Regions from separate parts of the Capsicum annuum genome. Here region 2 is linked to region 1. A link is a contact called in public Hi-C data. All regions are on one chromosome and are shown on one strand. Each heading gives the region's core, a stretch centred on a gene start, on an enhancer-like site or on the middle of the called end of the contact. The rest is flanking DNA. Distances are from core to core; before and after follow the strand shown. Region 1 has its middle 120 kb from the start of LOC107855975. Region 2 has its middle 11 kb from the start of LOC107855975.

Region 1 (6,211 bases), core at 973-3,472:
ATGATTAAAATATAAAATGTAACAAATATTTATAATGTATTTAAGAATAATACATAAATAATATATATATAAAAATATATATATATATATATATATATATATCGATTCGGTTTGATTATTTTGTCGGTTATTTTAAAGTAAAACAAAACCTAACCAAATATCGGTTTTTTTAATCGGTTTGATTTGGATTGCGGTTCGATTTGGTTAAAAACCAAACCATGAACACCCCTACCAAAATCATTAATAACTACCTTAGTATCATTGGATGAAAAGATTCTTATTAAGGATTTAGTTAATAGCTTAATGTGTTATAATTCAACACAAAAATATTTAGCCTATCATTTAGGCTAATTTAAAGTAAAGATAATAAAATAGAGAACAGAAATCTAAAATACCTCAAAATTAAAGAGCTTAACCAGTAAATAAACTACTAGAATTTTATTGATGAATGAATATTTTAATCTAGTATTTTTTTGTCTCTGATGGGATTTGAAATGTCACACCCTTTTTTTAACCAAAAAGATTATATTTTAAGTTTGAAAGGGTTTAATTATTAAGTGACAAAAATAAAAATTTATTTCAAAAAGGACCTTTTATATTCAAAACTCAGAGTCATCACTTGGCATAATATGGTGTGCCAAGTCACCTTTGAAAATCCTTTTTAAAACTGTTTGACTCTTTAAAACTGGTTTGCGAATAGAAATTTCAGCTAAGGAATTCTGTTAACTGAGGGGAAGGTGTTAGGCACCCCTCCATCCCGTGGTTCGACCACGGTCGCTTGGTGGAGCATATCGACTAATTTGACATTAGAAATGTATAAACCACACAAAACACAAGAAAACAATTAATCAAACACACGAAATAAAACAAATTCAAAATATAGTGTTCAGTCCAATTATACAGTCCAAAATAAAAAATGCAAAAAAATAAATCTTATTCTAATCTACACTAATCCTAACTACGCTCTACCCGACGCCTCGGGCCTTTATCACGAACGTCCTCCAGGTACAAAATACCTCAAGGCATTCTCCGGTGAATAAATATATACAGATACATCGGGGCATTTTCTGGCCAAATAGTAGAATTGATCTAAAAGTGATAAAATAAAACCATTCAACACACATTTCGAGCATTCATCAATCCAACGTTCTTAAATTTGCCTACCCCTTATCGTTTGCCTAACAATTATTGACTTAAAACATGAGACTATCGAATTTAAATAAAATCAATGCATATTACGAATCAAGCGATTATCAATGAATCAACATAAACTAATATTCACTTTTATCAATGTTTTAATTCCCGCTCCCTCAAAATTTTCAATTAAACAATCAGCTTCAATATAGAAATGACCAATCGAAGCCACGAAAGTCATAGATATTCAAATATACGATCATCAATCATCACGAAACATGCAAGTCACGAGATCAAGATATCAAATTGAGTAAAATGAAAAGGAGTTGAAAAAATGGACCTTAGAAGAAGCTTTCAATTAAAATTTCTCCTTCCTGATTAAGACAATGATCGGAATCTTGAATCGAACTTCAACCAGCAACGGGCTCCAACTTCAATATTGGGGAGTTCTAAACCAAAAACTGGACTCGATGATCAGGATGAGATGAACAGAAACCCAGATTCCCAAACCAAAGACAAAACTCGATAAGCCCAAAGTAGTCAATCACGATAGGGAATCAAAAACACAGAACAACAAAAAGATATTTTGGAGTTTTAAAGCTTGAATCGATCAGGAAGACCAACTTGTAAACCAATTTCAGCGAGAAGGGTCGTCGGAATACAGTTGAGACGCCGCATTTATACCATTATCCCTTCTCCATTTACCTCAGCTACGTGTGTGTGTACGCGATTTAGTGTATATATCTGTGTGTGTTGGTGAGTGAAAGAGAATCTGTGAGGATTATGGAGAGGTGAGTGTGTGTGTTCTGTGTTCCATAGAAGCTGTGTATCGTGAATTGAGTGTGTAGCTATGAATAAAAATTGTGTGATCCGGGGTCTGTGTAGTATTTCGTGGAGAAGAAAAAGAAGAATCCCCTCTCAATTCGTGTGTGTGAAACTCGTGGAAGCAGTGAAGAAGATTTTCGTCTGATCTTGGTGAGAGAATTGTGTAGAAGATAAATTTATAATGAGTGAAGTGTGGTGTGCCGTATTCTGACAATCTTTTATGGGACCCCTTCCCTGTTTTGTTATATGGGTGTGTATATTAGGTTTTTCCCCTTTTGGAATTGTGTATGTTCATGTGTGAACATACGTGTCCCTTTCGTTATTGGTGTGAATTGCGTATGGGATCGTAATGGAGTGGGTAAGTAGGTTAGGATAAGAAAAAATTAGTTGGAAGGGTATAATCACATGAATGAGGGTGCGTGGTAAGGTGAGTTAAAAATGAATAAATTAAGGTGAGTTAAAAATGAATAAATTAGACTTCGGTAGGGACAAAATTAGATGTCTACAACATGCCCCCTTTGAATTTAAACACGAAGTGTTTTCAGACAAAGAAGTAGACACCGAGACAATTTTATCCCGACCATTATTCAAAAGAATAAAATAGAAGGAAGGAGGAAAATCGAGTCTACATCAGGACATGAAACTAATCTCAGATACCTCCAAGGAAAGGAGAATAACTATACCGAGTTGGAGAGTCGATTGAGGTTCTGTCGAGGTTTCGATCTGCGGCTCCTATTCTTCAGGCGGACTTCTGACTTGTAGTATCTTCAACTTGTTTCTTGACTTTTAATTTCTTCACATTGTTGCTTGACTTTTCATCTCTCACCCTTGTTACTTGACCTTCAATCCCTTCACTTTGTTGCTTGACTTTTAATTTCATCACCCTATTCTTCAGGTGGGCTCCTGACTTATCATTTCATCACTCTATTCTTTAGGCGGGCTCCTGACTTGTAATTTTATCACCCTGTTCTTCAGGCGGGCTCCTGATTTGTAATTGCATCACCTTGTTCTTCAGGCGGGCTCCTAACTTGTAATTTCATCACTCTATTCTTCAGGAGGGCTCCTGACTTGTAATTTCATCACCCTGTTCTTCAGGCAGGCTCCTGACTTGTAATTGCATCACCTTGTTCTTCAGGTGGGCTCCTAACTTGCCATTTCATCACCCTGTTCTTCAAGAGGGCTCCTGACTTGCCATTTCATCACCTTATTCTTCAAGCGGGCTCCTGAAACCCAAAATCAAAACTAGAATGAAAATTATCCCAATCTAAGATTATGATAAAGAAGGATTTCATTTTTGAAAGCATGGTCCCATTTTCCAGAAGGATCCTGAACATAATGTAAATTAACATTTTCAAGAAGGGTCCTAAATAGAAAGTAAATTAACATTTTTCAGAAGGGTCCTAAACAGAAAGTAAATTCTCATTTTCCAGGAGGGTCCTGAACATAAAGTAAATTCACATTTTCCAGGAGGGTCCTGAACAGAAAGTAAATTCCCATTTTCTAGGAAGGTCCTGAACAAAAAGTAAATTCTTATTTTCCAGGAGGGTCCTGAACAGAAAGTAAATTCTCATTTTCTAGGAGGGTCCTGAACAGAAAGTAAATTCTCATTTTTCAGGAAGGTCCTGAACATAAAGTAATGTCCCATTTTTCAGGAAGGTCCTGAACATAAAGTAACGTCTTATTTCCCAGTCCCATTTTCCAGGAGGGTCCTGAGCATAAAGTAAATTTTCATTTTCCAGAAGGGTCCTGAACAGAAAGTAAATTCCTATTTGAGGGTCCTGACCAGAAAGTAAATTCCCATTTTTCAGGAGGGTCCTGAACAGAAAGTAAATTCCCATTTCCAAGAGGGTCCTGAACATAAAGTAAATTCCTATTTTCCAGGAGAGTCCTGAACATAAAGTAAATTTTCATTTTCCAGGAGGGTCTTGAATAGAAAGTAAATTCCCATTTTTCAGGAGGGTCTTGAACATAAAGTAAATTCCTATTTTTCAGGAGAGTCCTGAACATAAAGTAAATTCCCATTTTCCAAGAGGGTCTTGAACAGAAATTAAATTTTCATTTTCCAGGAGGGTCCTGAACAGAAAGTTAATCCCCATTTTTCAGGAGGGTCCTGAATATAAAGTAAATTACCACAGATGTGCTTTTCCAATGGTATCTGAATTAAGTGAAGCAATTTTGCCCCTGTTTCAACAAAGAAAATCTGTCAGTTAAAAACATAGTGGTGGCTTACAGCCCTTGGCTGTCCCGACACCTGCTCCAGTCACCATTCCCTTTATTTTGTTTCAGATTGCTGGCACTTACCCCTGTTTTGTTGCGTCATTGACCCAAACTCAAATTATTAAGAGTAACTCTAAAATAAACACAATATCTCTAATTTGCCATGCTTCTCAGATAAACCCTTTAAACCTTGGTATTTTCATGAGTTCCCAGATTTGCCTGTTGACAAAGTTTTCTGCCTGCCCTTTTTCGGCTCACAATCATGTCCCTTTCATATGTTGTCCTTTTGTCTTTCTTTGTGTAATTAAAGAAGTTGGTAGCCAGTTTCGAAATCCTTTGTCATTTATTCTGACATGGACTGGACTCAAAGACAAGAGAAACATGAAAACAATTTTTTTTATTTGTATAACTGACTCAAGAAAATAAAAATATAACTATAGAGAAGAAAGAAACGACAATGAATGTCCCTATTGAAAAAAAATGAAAGAAAAGTTTGTGGAAATGATAGTCAACTCTAATGATTATGACATGCATATCAGATTAATCTCCTTGATCTTTCCATCCAAACTTTCTACCAGTTATTCTTGAGTTAATGGTCCTGAAATTGAGTTGTTTCCTTAGGTCAATTGCATTTAAGACCCCATTCGGCTAGTGACACCTTGAAGGATTTTTGCCAACAAGCCTCTCTTATTTTTCTCTCAGCTCACCATCGCTTTATGGTGCCCGTGAGGGTTTTCACCAATAAAACTCTCTCATTTTTATTTCCCTCAACTTACCATCATCTTACGGTGCCCAAAAGGGTTTTCACCAATAAGACTCTCATTTTTATTTCTCTCTAGATTCCTTATACTGAGGAAGACAAATAGTACCCAAAATACATCATCATATCCATTGCATACTTAGCCTTAGCATTCTCAAAGATTGATCTGAAGGTCTTTCTTGGTTGTAACTTGGCTTTGGATAAGGTTAGAAAGAAAGGATGACATGAGGCCCAAACAACACTTGAAATGGGGCAGGACTTACAACTTTTAGAATTGACTCAAACAATGAGGATTAATTCATGCCCCAGTTTCTTTTGACTGGTAAATTATAAATTTTTTATTTGGTTGGACCGAGCCCAGAGTAGGGCAGCCTACGTATCTCACCTCCGACAGAGGAGAATCAGGACACGTGTAGTTCTGACAACTTGTTTTGCATGATTCTGACTTCTTCTTTTTTCTATTGACTCTTTTTCTCTTTTTGAACTTTTTCTGACTCTATTTTTCTTGATACTGTTCTCTTTTTTTTCTTTTTGGACACATTTTTTTTCTCTTTTCTTCCTTTTTGATAACTTTTCTGACTCTAATCTTTTACTTTACAGTTTTTTTTTTTTAACTTTTTGACTCTATCTTGATTCCAAAAGAGGAGTATGAAAGAAACAGAACTAAAGATCAAATGGGGTAAACAAAGGATAACATAATATTTGGATAGCAGAATGAAATATTTTCGTCATATCAATCCTTGAAGATGCTAGTACATAGCATGCAATGTAAAAGTGTTGTGTTTCAGAATTAGGGGAAACAAAGCTTCAAACAAAGAGGTAGTGCATGATCAATATCACTTATGGCATGTTTTATAACACTAACTTTCCCGAGCATGTGTGCCACCTCTTCTTCTACACTTGTCAAACATACAACTCTATATTTGTTGTACATCCCTCACATTGAGTGACTCATGATTTCGTGGAATTGATTTTTGTTCTGTTCCTCGAGATCACACATCCGCTATTTGACCTAATTGAGCTATGTTTGTCAATTGATGACCAAATTGTTCTTGTGATTCTCAAAATAATTGCCTTAATTTTGAAAGGTTCAACATGGTCACCAAATGTGCCAACACCCTATTAATTTTCTCAGATGCTTTTTCTAACTTTAGCCCTCTGATTCAAAGTTTATGCTTAAACTAGATTTTAAGATCTGCCTAAAAATTCCACTAGCATGTCATATCACTAGAATCAACATAAAATGTAATATGTAAAGAAAATAAACAAATAACA
Region 2 (6,211 bases), core at 1,107-3,606, 110 kb before region 1:
CACTTCTTTAATTTTCCTACCAATATGGCTAAGTTTATCATGTTCTGCATCTCTACTTCCAGTATATCCATTCTAATTAATGGTGAGAGAATTAAGTTTTTCAAACCCTTTAGAGGTATCAAACATGGGGATCCTATATCTCCTTATATCTTCATCATGTGCTTGGAACTACCGTATAGAAGAATTGATTATGAGTTTGACCTCCTCAACTAGACACCCATCTATATCAGTAGGAATGGGCCCAAGGTCTCCCATCTCTTTTTTACTGATGACCTTAATTTTTTGCCAATGCTGATTCCAAAAACTGCAATGCCATCATGAACACCTTGACCAGTTTCAGTTATCACTCTGGACAGAAAATCATTGCTTCCAAGTCAAAAATCATTTTCTCTTAAAATTGTTCTGAAAGGGACAGAAATTCTTTGGCCCAAGCTCTTCAAATCAAGGCTAAGAAAATTTTTGATAAGTATATGGGCTTTCCTATATTCCAGCAGAAACCCAAGTCTATGGGCTTTCCTATCTTCCAGCAAACCCAAGAATAGTCACTTTCAATTCATATTGGACTCCCTTAATGCTAAGATGGGCGGCTGAAAAACTAATTTCCTCAACATGGCTGGTAGAAATACTCTAGCTAAAGCCTCTCTTCGCAGCATGTCAAACCACATCATGCATTACATCACCCTTTCCAATAAAATCCAAAAGTACATTGACAGAATCCAAAGAAATTTTACTTGGGGCACCACTAATTAAAAAAAATATACATCTTGTATCTTGGACTAATGTTCCCTCCCAAAAGATGAGGGGGTTTAGGCATCCTAAAGGCTAGTCTAAAAATAATCTCCTCATTATGAGCTTGGCATAGAGATTTATAAAAAACCCTTCCAAGCTGTGGGTACAATTCTTTACACCTAACTATAGTAATGAGGGGATGAGGAACCACCCAAATGCCTCCAGAACTTGGGAAGACCTCATGAAGGGTTGGCAAAACTGCAAAGAAGCTTGTACCTGGAGTGTCTTACAGGGCAATAAGGTTAAGTTTTGGACTGACAAGTGGATTCCCTACTAAACTTCTTTATGAAGTGTCAGCAAGGGCCCCCTAACTCATGCAAAAGACTCCTTGACCCTTTTTGAAATCTGGCATAATAATTCCTGGAATTTTGAGGGACTTTCTATAGACATCCCTCAGCATCTTAAACTCCACATCATGTGTTCTCTTTTCCTTCACTCTAGAATCCTGTAAGATACCCCTGTTTGGAACTTAAAGAAAATGGCTAGTTCTTTTGCAACTCTGCCTATAAATTCCTTGCTAGTAAAGAGTGGAAAGGAACGGATAGAAATAATCATCAGTTCAATTGGATTTGAAAGTTAAAATCTCCCAACAAAATCAAAACTTTACTTTGGTTTCTCCACCATGATAGACTCCCCTCAAACTATAACCTCTCCAAAATGGGGCTCCCTATCAACCCAAATTTCCAAATCTACAACCACCATGTAGAAGATACCAACATTCCTTCTTTGAATGCACCAACTCTCAACACTTTTAGAAGGACCTTCTGTACATGGACCCTAAGCCCCCTATGTTCTCCTTAACTGACTTCTACCCTTCAAATTAGAGTGCTACATGGGGTAAGACTAAGAGGAAAGCCTTTGATAATCTCTTGTTGTAGGATGAGATTCTACCCTACTGCCTTTGGATGATTTGGAGAAATAGAAACCACAGTCTTAAACAATGACACTCAAAGTGAAAAGTGCTCCCAAGCCTACTCTGAGGCAGTAGACTTTATCCACATCTCTACTAATAGTACTGTTAGAACCCTTATGACCATCATCAACATCAAATGGAATCTTCCTGAGGGAAACCCTTTCAAGCTGAATACTGATGAACCGTGTTTGGGCAATCCTGGGAGGGGTAGAATTGGTGGTGTAATCAGGAATTAGAGTGGAGAGTGGATCCTAGGGTTCAATAAAAGTTTCCTTCATGCAACTAACAACCAAATAGAGCTCCTAGCTCTTACGAAAGGGTTGAGAATATGCGAACAAAACTACTACCTGCCCGTTGATATTAATATAGACTCCTTGGATACTATTAAAATGCTGAAAGAAGGGAATCCTCTCTATAATGGTATCATTGATGATTGCAGGTACAAGCTAAGAAGGATGGGATGCCCGATGGTGAAGCATAACTTCATAGAGTAGAAAAAGGTGGAGGATGTACTGGTGAAACAAGGAGCAACATCTGACCTTTTTGAAGAAACACAAGTTTTGATAGTTCCTCTGGTGTATATCTGTCAAGCCTTGGAGGCACACATTTAGGAACTGCTTATGATAGAACCATTAGATCTATAACTAATCATGCTCAAATAAACCAGAGCCACCTGTTTTTTTTTTTTTTTGCTATTAATCCAAACTGGTAGTCGGGAATGTATGTAATGTATTAGACAAGTTTTTCTTTCTAACGCATCTGGTTAAATAAAAAAAAGCATCAGTCTTTACCCCAATACCTATCACAAATACATAAGATAAATATTGGAATACATAAAATCAATTTCACAAATAATGAAACAAAAACTACAGATAAAATACCATAATACAAAAAGAAACAAAAAAATACCATGTTGCATAATATATCCTAAAAAGCATTAAAACAAAAACTCCAAAACCAATATCAATTATTAACTACGATATTTGAAGACAATATAAAAAATATGTAGTTTGATGGAAATCAACTAGTTTCAATATCACGAACTACTTACACCAAAAAAATTATGGTTGCCATCTGATTTGGCTATGAAAACCACAATATTTTTAGTAGTTTGATGGAACCACAAATTCTTCCTTCACGTACATGTAGATATAAAATGGACATATATTTTAGAAAAAAAGGACACTCCATAACCCATCTCAAACCAAATAGCCCAAGTTTGGACCATTAGACATTGAATGACCTGTCGGCCAAAGCAATACCCAAAAATAACCATTTCAATTTTGTGCTTCTTTGTCCTTTTTAAAAACTAGTATCTATCCCCGCGCATTGCGCGGATTATTTCAAACTTAAAAGATCAAAAAGAAATAATACAAATGTGTATACAATATATGTCTTTTATATTATAATATTTATTTTCAATTTGTTATATGTATCATTGTTAATACAAACTAACATTTTGTAGGGTATATATATGGTATTTAATATTTATCACTTCATTATCGTTATTTTCTCAAACACCATATATATTTATTTAAATTTTAGCTGAAAAAAAAGTGAATATGCAAAATACAACTCAAACTTTAACTATTATTTCTCAACGAACTGTAAAATTGAAATGATATTTTCAAAAAATTTTGTTAATTGCCTTGCTTTCGAAGGAATTTGGCGACAAATAATATTTCATGAAGTAAATGCAAAGTTAAAGTAGTGTATAATTTTTTCTGAAACAATTAGCGCACGTATAATATCTTCAACATTAGAACTTCACTTATTATTTTTTTAAATTAAATTTTAGACTATGATGTTGTAATCCCTTTATACAATTAGACATATTTTTCTTCTGTAGTCATTCCCCCAAAACATTATAAATTTTTACTGTATGTATTCAGAAGATGTGCGAATATTTTAAAGAAAACAAAACAAAATATAATACAAATGGATGTGTATCAATTATGGGTTACATATTGCTCATTTCTTATGGTATATATGTGTAATTGATATTGATTTATTATTGATTATTTCTGTCATACAAAATACATTTTTTATACTCCCGAATCTATAATAAGAGGGTGCAACACAAAATTGATTATTGTGAACGTACTTAAACAATGAAGGTAGCTCTGAAAAGTAACATTGTTTATTAACATATTTTTTCTTACCTACATTGATTTTAGTGCTCTTTCTAGGGACTAATAGAGAGACCTCAACTATCCCGTATAATATATAGGGCAAAATACATAATGTATCATACTTAAGTATTAAATTACAAAAAATAATACAATTTTATTAAATTACATTTTGTAACATTTGTAGCATTATTTTATTGTGGTCCCTACTTTTTACCTACTTGGAGAAGTAACTTTCAGTTTTCCTTCTTTTCACGCCATAAGCTTTCTCTTTCATTACTTTGAAAGATTTTTGCCGTTCTTTTCGCCCTCAAGAATATATTTCCGCTCCAATTTTTTTTCACTTTGCACGATTTTAGCACCATCAGTAAAGGTTATCTTCATCTATTTCAGGTAACTCTTAATTTACCTATTGCATGTTCGAATTTTTTTAGGTAAATTTCAGAAATAGTATACTCTAATATATCTCAAAATCAGAATTTAAGGTTTTTTGATTTTAATAGATGAACAAACACCAAAATCATGAATGAATAGTGGTATACAGAAGTTGAATTTGGTCTATGACTGTGGACTATCTTTTAGTCTTGGGTTAACTCAAGAAGATGTAGTTAAAGTTGTTTCAAATTCTTTACAGTCGAAAAAATCTGAGAAATCGAAGAAGATTAGGTCGAAGTTTCGCAACGATCCGCTGAAGATGAAAAAATTTTGAAGAAAAAAAACGGTTGAAGAAATCGCCTTCCCAGAAGGAACAAAAAATTAAAAAAATCGAGAAGAAAAGGAAAGCGAAAGAAATTGAAGGTTTGAGTAAGGTTGATGAGATGTTCAGATCTCTTTTGCTGATGATTCTGAAGAAGTTAGCGAGGAAGAGGTATTTTTTTGTTGTAAATGTATTTTGAGTAAAATTTATTTTTCTCCAAGTAAAGATATGCTTAAAGTTGTAAGTTATATGTATTTTTTTGAAGTAGTTAATATGTATTTTATATTATGATGATATTTAGGGATTGTAGAATGTTGATTTGTGAAGATGATAGTATAATTGTGAAAATATATTATTGTATTAACTGCTCATGAAGAGTATATTGGCTATATATATTTTTTAGCATAAATGATTTGTATTATTCAGTGTTGGTTACAGTTTTGATATGGTAAAAAATACATATGCATGCTAATTTTACTTGAACTTCTAGAACAGTCTGTTGGAAATATGTATTTTTAGTACATATGATATGTATTTTTTAGTGTTGGTTGCAGCTTTGATATGATCAAAATACATATGCATGTTAATTTTAGCTTAACTACCAGGACTGTCTATTGGTTATATGTATTTTTAGTATACTTGATATGTATTTTTCAGTGTTGGTTGCAGTTTTGATATGGAAAAAATACATATGCATGTTAATTTTGCTTGAACTACTAAAACAGTCTGTTGTATATATGTATTTTTAGTACATACGATATGTATTTTTCAGTGTTAGTTGCAGCTTTGATATGATCAAAATACATATGCATGTTAATTTTAGCTTAACTACCAGAACTGTCTATTGGCTTTATGTATTTTTAGTATATTTGATATGTATTTTTCAGTGTTGGTTGCAGTTTTGATATGGAAAAAAAATACACATGCATGTTAATTTTGCTTGAACTACTAAAACAGTCTATTGTATATATGTATTTTTAGTACATATGATATGTATTTTTTTAGCTTAACTACCAGAACTGTCTATTGGCTATATGTATTTTTAGTATATTTGATATGTATTTTTCAGTGTTGGTTACAGTTTTGATATGATAAAAATACATATGCCTGTTATATGTTTTTAATTTTTATTGACTGCTTGATTTTTTGGCTGCATGATATATAATTCTTTGTATAGGTGATGCGGGATGAAATATTCATTGTCAGAAAACATTTAAGATTTGCACCGCACATGTACTCGTATAGTGACAATGATATTCAGGGAAGCATACGCGTAAATTTAAACAAGGAACAATTTAAAAACTTTTGCGAAAATAACATTTTTAATTATTTTATGAATAAGAAGCCATGTGTAGTGCAAGCACAGTTGTGCAGATGCGTTATGGCGCTTGAGGTGAAGGGTAGTTCTTTTTCTGGGATTCTGATTTGTGCTAATGACACTTATCTTAGTTTTACTCCTAGGAAATTTGCTATCATTACTAGTTTGAATTGTATGTCTAATAGGTATGACTTTATTTTTGACGAAGGTGTACCAAATAGGATGGTTAAGAGGTATTTCAATGGGGCAGAAATTATACAGAAAAAACATCTATTTCTAGCATTCTTGGAGAAAGTATGGGGGGAGAACAATGATAAGGATGATGAGAAATTTGTGGGACATTGGGATCCGAAAACAAGAAGAAA

The links. Hi-C and Micro-C count contacts between places; a contact is called where the count stands out from the background.
Region 2: a Hi-C map of bud shows a contact between it and region 1, with 2.3 times the contacts expected there. The contact joins two enhancer-like sites. A contact is called at or near these places in 2 of 5 Hi-C or Micro-C datasets (bud and placenta).

The regions. Positions count from the first base shown.
Region 1 is chr3:228,496,987-228,503,197 of UCD10Xv1.1, reverse strand. No RefSeq gene overlaps it. Among protein-coding and RNA genes, the nearest start is that of LOC107855975, 120 kb to the left of the region's middle. Within about 2 kb of position 2,222, at least 4 of the 5 cell types and tissues checked have an H3K27ac peak or open chromatin away from gene starts, as enhancers often do.
Region 2 is chr3:228,607,221-228,613,431 of UCD10Xv1.1, reverse strand. No RefSeq gene overlaps it. Among protein-coding and RNA genes, the nearest start is that of LOC107855975, 11 kb to the left of the region's middle. Within about 2 kb of position 2,356, at least 4 of the 5 cell types and tissues checked have an H3K27ac peak or open chromatin away from gene starts, as enhancers often do.